Linked DNA regions of Sus scrofa: region 2 is linked to region 1. A link is a contact called in public HiChIP or PLAC-seq data. All regions are on one chromosome and are shown on one strand. The core of a region is the stretch at or near the end of the contact, and the rest is flanking DNA. Distances in the headings are between cores, read along the strand shown.

Region 1 (4,491 bases), core at 744-3,243:
TGCCATGGCTGTGGCATAGGCTTCAGCTGCAGCTCCAATTAGACCCCTAGCCCAGTAATTTCCATATGCCACAGGTGTGACCATAAAAAGAAAGGGGAAAAAAGGAGACTATATAGTCCATTTAAAAACGCAAAACAGGGAGTTCCCGTGGTGGCGCAGTGGTTAACGAATCCGACTAGGAACCATGAGGTTGCGGGTTCGGTCCCTGCCCTTGCTCAGTGGGTTAAGGATCCGGCGTTGCCGTGAGCTGTGGTGTAGGTTGCAGACGCGGCTCGGATCCCGCATTGCTGTGGCTCTGGCGTAGGCCGGTGGCTACAGCTCCGATTAGACCCCTAGCCTGGGAACCTCCATATGCCGCGGGAGCGGCCCAAGAAATAGCAACAACAACAACAACAAAAGACAAAAGACATAAATAAATAAATAAATAAAAATTAAAAAAAAAAATAAAAACGCAAAACAATCATGGTATCATCATATATGGATCCAAACATTGTATTTACAATATAAAGACATTCATGAGAATAACATAAGTCAAGTTCAGGTGAATGGTTACTTCTGGGGAAGGAGGGAGAAAGGAGAAAGGCACACTGAGGCAGTACTGTTGGTATTAACTCATCCTTCTCTTTCGTAAGAACTCTAAGGCCAAGGTGGCAAAATAATAACCACTGTTTACACTTTGTGATAGATGCATAAGTAACAACCACTGTTTACACTTTGTAATGGTCTATCGTATTATTTCCTCTAATCTTCAGTGTTTTTGAAGTGCTTCATGAACAAGAACTTTTAGGAGTTCCCATCGTGGCTCAGTGGTTAATGAATCCAACTAGGAACCACGAGGTTGCAGGTTTTATCCCCGGCCTTGCTCAGTGGGTTAAGGATCCGGCGTTGCCGCAAGCTGTGGTATAGGTCGCAGACGTGGCTTGGATCCTGTGTTGCTGTGGCTGTGGCGTAGGCCAGCAGCTACAGCTCTGATTCAACCCCTAGCCTGGAAACCTCCATATGTCGCAGGAGTGGCCCAAGAAATGGCAAAAGGACAAAAAATATATATATACCATCTGGCCCAGAAAGTTAAGGAATCTCCAGATGCATCCTCCCAGGCTCAGGACTTTTGTGGTGAAAGCACAGAATGTTAATCACCTTCCTGTAGCTCGAGTAAACTTCTGACAGAAACGGGGCTGAAACCCAGCTATACACCACGGCAACTGCCTGCTCTTTCTGGAAAGAGCACGGGTCCACTGTTCTGGGCAAGCGTTCAAGTTCTTTCCACTCTAAAGTATTCTGTGGATTTACTAAACCAACAAGAAGTCAGGGGAGAAACGTAAATCACTGTCTTGGCAAAACACTTTATGCTGGTAGCCCTGAGAACTTATTTCACCATAAAATCAATGAGGGAAAGTGGAGCGAGGGATCGAAATGAAGTACTTTTATTCCTCTGAAGCGCATGGTATTGCTCCTATGTTCCGTGGGCCATTTACTCTGCTTCCCTGCTCACTTGCCTGAACACAGAGGCAAAAAGCGTCCACCTGCAGCTGCCAAGTTAGGACAGGACAAAAATGCACCCCAAGAAGCTCCCACCAAAGTGGGGCCTTCAACAAGGAGTCTGCCAACAGCAAGGAGGGGCCATGCAACCCCAAGGGAACTAGAGAAAGCCCACCTGCTCAGCTCTTCCTCTTTAGCCACAGAATAAGAGGGGGTACCTCTGGGCACAGGTTAAGGGCACAGGGTGATGCAAAATTTGTTAATAGGAACATACACAATATGCCCAAGGCAGTGGTTCTTAACCCTAAAAGTACATGCATTATAATATCCAGAGAATCAAAAAATAAAAATAAAATAGAGATGACCAGAGTTCCCTCTATGGTGCAGTGGGTTTAGGATCTGGCATTGTTTCTGTGGCAGCATGGGTTTGATCCCCAACCTAGTGCAGTAGGTCAAGGATCCGGCATTGCTACAGCTGTTGTGTGAGTCACAGCTTCAACTCAGATTTGATCCCTGGCCTGGGAACCTCCACGTGCCATGGGCGTGGCCATAAAAGAAATACAGATGACCAAGCCCTGTCAAAGATTGAAGCAGACCACTGGTACTATTTAAAAGCATACCAGGAGTTCCCGTTGTGGCTCAGCAGTTAACAAACCTGACTGGCATTCATGAGGATGCAGGTTCAATCCCTGGCCTTGCTCAGTGGGTTAAGGACCTGGCATTGCCATGAGCTATAGTGTAGGTGGCAGACATGGCTCAGATCCTGCGTTGCTGTGGCCCTGGTGTAGGCTGACAGCTACAGCTCCGATTGGACCCCTAGCCTGGGAACCTCCATATGCCTGGGTACAGCCCCAAAAAGGAGAGAAAGACAAAAAAAATAATAATTAAAAATAAAAAGCACACCAAGTAATTCTAATGAACAGCCTCCTCCCTAAAGGCTAACAGCAATATTTGGGAAGATTTTTAAGAGAGATGTTTTCCTGAGGGCTGGCCATAAAGGGATTAAAATCAGATAAGCCCAGGCTCTAACCCAGAACTGCCACTTATTATGTGACCTGGGGCAAGCTATGCAATTTGACTCAAACCCTATTTTCTCATTTGAACCTGGGACAATAATACCTACCCCTCAGTGATGGCAGTAATTGAAATGATAGATGCCAAAGAGCGCCTGCCACATGGCTATCATTCATTATCAACAGTCATCTGCACCCCAGAAAGGGTTCATCTGTGGTCAAGTGCATCCTTGTGGTGGTGACTCAGAACCAGAGAAAAACCAGAGCCTGGCATGTCTCAACCACGCCCACATTTGTAGAGAAAGATGATGACTTACAGCTTCTACCTGGTTCTTTCCTGATCAAAAAAACAGGGGTCTTTGGCTTGGATCACAAGTCCTTAAACTGTTAACTCTCAATTATTCAAAGACCTGTAAGAGAGCTAGTGTTAGTGCCAGACTGAATGTTTATGTCCCCTCGAATGCATATGTTAAAAACTAACCCCCACTGTGATGGCGTGAGGAGTTGGGGTCTTTGTGGGTAATTGCATCATGAGGGCAGAGGCCTGATGAACAAGATCAGTGCCCTTATAAAAGAGACCCCAGAGAGCTTCCTTGTCCTTTCTGCCACATGAGGACACAGAGAGAAGAGACCCACCTATGAACTAGGAGGTGGGCCTGAAGCAGACACTGGATCTGCCAGGGCCTTGGTCTTGGTCCAGGTCCAGCCTCCAGAACTGGGAGAAATAACGTTTCTGTTGTTTATAAGCCACTTAGTCTATGGCATTTTGTTACAGCAGCCCGAATGGACCAAGATAGGTTAGTAACCCAAAGATTCCCTATTGGGATCTGAAATGAGTCGCAGGCTGTAGGAGGCAGAATAATGAGCCTCCAAGATCTCCCCAACCTACTCCCCAAAATCTGAATACAAAAGGTTACCTGGTAAAGAGGAATTAAGGCTTCAGCTAGCATTAAGTTTGCTGACCAGCTGACCTTGACCTGGGAAGATGATCCTATATTGGGGGATGGACCCAATGTCAGCATAAGGGTCTTTATAAGTGGAAGAGGGAGACGGAAGAGAGAAAAACCAAGGAGATGGGATCATGAGAAGGCCCGGACCCACTGTTGCTGGAAGAAGCAAAAGGAAGAGGCAGTAGCCATGACTGAGAAATGCAGGTGGCCTAGAGAAGCAGCCAAGGTGAGAAAATGGGTTCTTCCCAGGAGCCTCCAAAGGGAGGCAGTCCTGCTGAAACCTCGATTCTAGCCCATGGAAACATACATCAGACCTCTGACCACCCAAATTGTCACATAAAAAATCTGCATTGATTTAAGCCACTAAGTTTATGGCAACTTTTTTGAGGCCTCCAATTCCATTTCACTTTTTTTCTTCTTATGTCTTTCCTTAAGTGTATATAGTCCATCACCCTGGCTCCAGTGCATGTCACCAACACTTCTCCTGGGATTTCTTAGTCTCAGACAGTCGGTTACAGATTGTGGTGCCCATCTTAAGTTTATGATAACCACAGCAACAGAAAACTAATAAGACAAATACTTTATACCCAGGAGGGTTTCAAGCCCTCTCCTTGGGTGTTGGTGGCTAAACTGGATGGCTGGCTGGTGACTCAAGGAAGCTGCAGACCAGGAGAAAATGACCTTAACAACTGGTGCTTAAGAAACAAATTCTAAGACCTGAGGTTGACTCACTCATTCACTATTCACTCGAGAATAATTGCTGAGCACTGTCTTTGTGCTGGACAGCAGGAACACAAGGTAAGCAAGGGGTGGTGTCAGACTGCAGGACCAGGAACAGAAGTAGGAGCAGCAACAGAAACAGGGAATTAGGAGTGCAGTGAACTACATCTCCTGTAGTTCCTGTAGATATTCCCAGTGAAGTGATGTTCCAACTGAATTTAGGAAAACCAGCAGGTATTTATGGCGTAAACTGAATCCCATGAAAAGAGGATGAAGAGCTCTTGCAAACAAAATCCCCCATAAACCATCCCACATTGCCCAAAAGCACC
Region 2 (4,491 bases), core at 1,382-3,881, 190 kb after region 1:
ATCTTCCTGCCTTTTTGCCTGTAAACAAAGTCTCTCTTTGCCTCAAGACTATAGTATGTGTTTCCAAGCTGCAAAGAAACCGTTGAAAATTAAACCACAGAACAGCATTTTAATGAGAACATGATTACCTAACACCCCAGTGTGGTTTCAGATGGCCTTGTGCCAACCTTCCAAAACACTACCAGAAGCACAGAGTGAAGAAAAAAAAAGTGACTAGCTCCCCTTAGTGAAGGTAGCTTTCTTGGAGGGCTTTCAGAAAGATCTCTCTAGAAGGACATGGGTTATTGTTGTCTGCAGTTAACAAAACTTTCTTCCTGTTTTGAAAAGTTTGAGAGAGAGAAAGGGGGGCCACCCTTGAATTAGTACATGATGTCCTGAACTAGGTGTTTTTAGCACCAAAGCTCTGCTGTACGTGTCTGTACCCAGTACTGTCTATTTCATCAGCTTACCTTCTGCGCACCCACTTGCTATTTCTGTAGCCTAGGTTACAAGACCGCAGGTGTTGATGCTCTACTAGCCCCTCTGAGCAAAGCCCAAGCGAGAATTGTTCCTCCCTGGTTGGCAGCGTGTGCTGAGCACGTCTGGTCTTGGGCACAGAGGATGGAGACCCCAGGCTCAGGCCGGGGTCATTTCTCAGGGACATCCTTTCCTTGTTCTCCACCAGCCTAGCACTTAAGCACTTGGGGTTGCGTTTTCATTTCCACGTTGGGTTTCCTGACTTAACCCCTGAACTGTCTTCTGCAGTTGTCTTCCCACCAGCTCAACGACAACCAGATGGCCCCTTGAGGCCACAGGAAAAGGCAGATCACAGAGCTGGAGGACACTGTGCTGGGATCCCTTCATTCCAGAGATGAAGAAATCAAGCCCCAGAAGAAACAAAGAGATTCATCCCGAAGGATGAAGAACGAAGTCTGTTGCCCTAGATGAACTGTCTTGGATTCCTTTCAGTAATATAGTAACTTGTAACTTAAACAACCACTTGCACCCAACTTGGTGGGGACAGAGCAGGCATAATCTATGCTACTTCCTTTCCTTGCAAAGTAGTCAGCACTGTGCTAAGCCTTGAGAAGGATAAGTGGAAAAGTACCACAGACTCTTGCCCTCAAAAAGTTATAAAACCTTGAAGGTAACAACACATGCACCTTAGGCATAGAAACAATACAAATAAATGCAAAGCGGGGTGCAAGAAGATGCTTAATGGCATAGTACAATGAAAAGTGACATGTTCTCCCTCTTTATTCCTTTCACTCAATTAACTTACTGGTTTTGTCTTCATTTTGAGATCACCTCTTTCAGGAAGCCTTCCCTGGTTTGATGCAGGTTGGACTCTTAAGTGCCTGTGCACTTGTCTGGGTCCCCAAGAACCTCTGAGGATAGGTTCCCGGTCAGCCTTGGGTATCCCCACATTTAGTGCCTGAATCAGAGCCAGTGCTTAGTAAACATTTGGGGAAGAAAGAAGCTCCGTGTCAACTGAGAACCTTTTAGTCATCAAGTGGGATTGGAGATGGGCTCCAAAAGAATTTGAATCAAAGCAGAAGGGGGTCCAGAAATAAGGGGATAATACCTCCCCCATAGAAATGTCACCACAAGCAGTGCTGGTGAGAAGTCAGTGAGGAGCCTCCCTATGAATGAAGTAGTCATCTTTGATGAATAGGATCAGGAAAGTGCTGTTGGTATGTCAGATGAAGCCGGACTTGGACATCAGGGAGGCTAAGTGGATGATGGCAGGGTATGATGAAGGACGATGGGATGCCCTTTAAAAAAAGAGAATTAGATAAAACTCAAACCAGGAGAAAGCTGCAAACAGCAAACCACTCAATTCAGTTTTAGAATCTGATTTTGAGAAGCATCTTCCTACACTTGCAAAGAGCTTTCAGGTTTCCCTTTGGTAGCTGGATTTTTTCCCCCTTCTCAATGTTGACATGTTGACTCCTTCTCGACACCTGAAAAGACAGGCTGAGTTTCACCTTAGGAAAATGCAAAATAGTCAGCTGCAGTGAAGAAAAAAATGAATCGCAATCTCGATCACAGATTTCTTTGAAACAGTGTGTTAAAGTGAATTCTGAAAGGACCACTGACTCATTTTAGCCAGTGAGCCAGAGGTGAGGATTTAATGTGGTGACAGGGACCAAGGAAACCACTTCTCTGTGGGGAACTGATGGGTCTGACTCCTTTTACCTGAATGAATTTACCAAACAAACTGAGTATCATCTTTCACTTGGGGGCACCTGGTAGGCATTTACAAAAAGAAAGGAGTTCCGAGAAGAAGAACTATAATTATCGACAGCAGAGAGGGCTCAGTTTCTGCTCTCTTATGGCTCATCCACAGGGTTATCGAAATCAAGGAGCAAAATAATTTGTCTGGGAAGAGTGTGTGAAGGAGGAACAAAGAGTCCTAAAAAAACAATGGGAGTGGAATATAAAATATGCCCTTCCCCCATGCTGTGTAAAACACAGCCAACATTCATTGTCAACTCACACCATTCTAGCAAGATGTTAACTTGCAGGAAATGCCAGGAAAACAAGAGACTGGAAGAGAGAAGAGGTGTATTCCTATGGACATCTAGCTGCTAGGCAGTCCCTGACTGTTGCTTGTGGCATCTACTCCAAGCTAGAGCAGACTAGGCAGAAAAGTATGACTCATCACTAAGGAAGAGCCTCTGAGCAGACTCAGGATAGTTCTGCTACTCCCCAGGGGAAGGTCACCTGGAGGTTATAGGTTTGGAGACCTTAACAGTCTTGTGGGCTGAGACGTCACTGCACGCAAGGCAGCCAAGCCCCATGCAGATGAGGGTACATCACGTGACTGGCCTCACTAGGGGAGCCATCCCTCTCTTGGGGTACATCTGGGAGCAGATTTGAACTTCCAAGTGGCATCTCAAACAGCCCAAGTCCAGTGATTTTTCGGATCCATGTGACCACAAGAAGAATCTCTCCTAATGAGAGGTTCACTCTCTGGGACCAGGCAGGAGAGGTGGGGGGCAGAGACCTACTGCATTAGAAGCAAGCACTTTGTCACTCACACGCTGGAGCAGCTACAAGAAATGCCCATCTTCCTGTTCGCCACCAGCCTCTGGGAATCACCCCCTGCTATGGAGTGCAAGAGACAGCACGCAAACCTCTGGTTTCTCTGGTCCTAACTCCTTCGCATAAAGAATGATGTGAGCTTCTGATGCCCTGTGCTTCTCCTTCCCCTGCATCCTCAACATGGGCTTTGCTTGGCTTCTAGAGAGTGGTATCCTCAGCCCAGCACCAGCACAGGTGTGCCACCAAGATCAATGGTGATGGCTGGACTGGTGGCAAGAGGGGCACTACTTCACATTATCATCATTTGGATGAGGAAACTGAGGCCCTAAAACATCGATTTGCCCAGAGCCCTCAGTTGGTGAATCTACATCATTAGCTCCAGAGCCCAAGCTCTTAACCCAACTGATAACACCCCTTTGCCTAAGGTAGACTGGATGGATGAAGGATTTGGGTGTGTCAGAACCTTCCTGAAGAACATGCCCCCTCTCCTGATTTCAACAGCATCAGGCTCCTACCGTTGGGCTCTGTGCCTGCTTTGTGTTTGCCAAGCTCAACTGTGAGTTCAAGGTCATAACTGTTTACCCCTCCTCAAGAGCTCGTCACACCCAGTGTTCCCCGGTTTCATTTGTACACTGGGGCTCCAACTGTCAGTCCCCAGCCGGCACAGTGGTTTCACTTCCCTGGGCCCTAATTCATCCGTTTTTTAAAATAGGGATCTATCTACCAGGGTGGGTGTGAGAAGTAAGAAAAGGGGCAAAAATATAAAAGCCGCAGGAACCTCACCATGACACTGTTCATGCATTAGTGAACACTTCACAAACAAAAAGCCTTATAACCAGGTATTTGTAATTTTTTCATAGCAGTTTTCTGTCTCAACTCTGGCTGACATCAGAGTCACCTAGAGCATTTGTTAAAAGTGCAAATACCAAAGGCCCTGCCTCAGTCCTACCAAATCAGAAACACCAAGGTTGAGGCCCAGGGATCTGAATTTTATGTACTAGTAGTACTAATTAACTTACCTAGTCATCAAATTAGTAGTAGCACTAATTAGCTAGCCTGGTAGTCAAACTAGTACCTGGTAGTAGGACCTATTGTGTAGGGGCCTGGGCAGAAGCAGATGTTCACCCTTCCATAAGGTTCCATTAGGGATTCTTGCCTAGGATGGAACTAGAAGCTGCCTCCCAAATAATAGCCTTCTTACTTTGTTGGTTCTTGATCGGCTCCCTGCTGTAAGCCAAGTGGCACTGGTATACAGAGAAATATTCCTTCCATCCCATTCCATTCTGGTTATCTCCCAAACTCTTTCCCTGGCAGCCCAAGCAGGGGTAGTCTTCAGACACAGACAAAACTCTGCTCCCTCCAGACTGCTTTTTCTCTGCCAAACGAGAAGATCACTTTTAATAACCACAAAGTTTCACGAACCACCAGACAAAAGCTGATCATATCATTAGTGTCTGATGGTGA

Evidence for each region. HiChIP or PLAC-seq counts read pairs in DNA pulled down with a chosen protein or histone mark.
Region 2: an H3K27ac HiChIP or PLAC-seq map of alveolar macrophages shows a contact between it and region 1. The contact joins two enhancer-like sites. A contact is called at or near these places in 1 of 5 promoter capture datasets (liver), 4 of 47 Hi-C or Micro-C datasets (alveolar macrophages and blood) and 2 of 2 datasets of contacts at active chromatin or transcription factors (alveolar macrophages and skeletal muscle).

Annotation. Positions count from the first base shown.
Region 1 is chr15:15,457,013-15,461,503 of Sscrofa11.1, forward strand. All of the region lies in intron 7 of THSD7B (thrombospondin type-1 domain-containing protein 7B), which reads right to left. Among named protein-coding and RNA genes, the nearest start is that of THSD7B, 150 kb to the right of the region's middle. Within about 2 kb of position 1,994, at least 6 of the 83 cell types and tissues checked have an H3K27ac peak or open chromatin away from gene starts, as enhancers often do. A contact at or near this core is called in alveolar macrophages, where this site is marked.
Region 2 is chr15:15,644,675-15,649,165 of Sscrofa11.1, forward strand. No RefSeq gene overlaps it. Among named protein-coding and RNA genes, the nearest start is that of CXCR4, 17 kb to the right of the region's middle. Within about 2 kb of position 2,632, at least 8 of the 83 cell types and tissues checked have an H3K27ac peak or open chromatin away from gene starts, as enhancers often do. A contact at or near this core is called in alveolar macrophages, where this site is marked.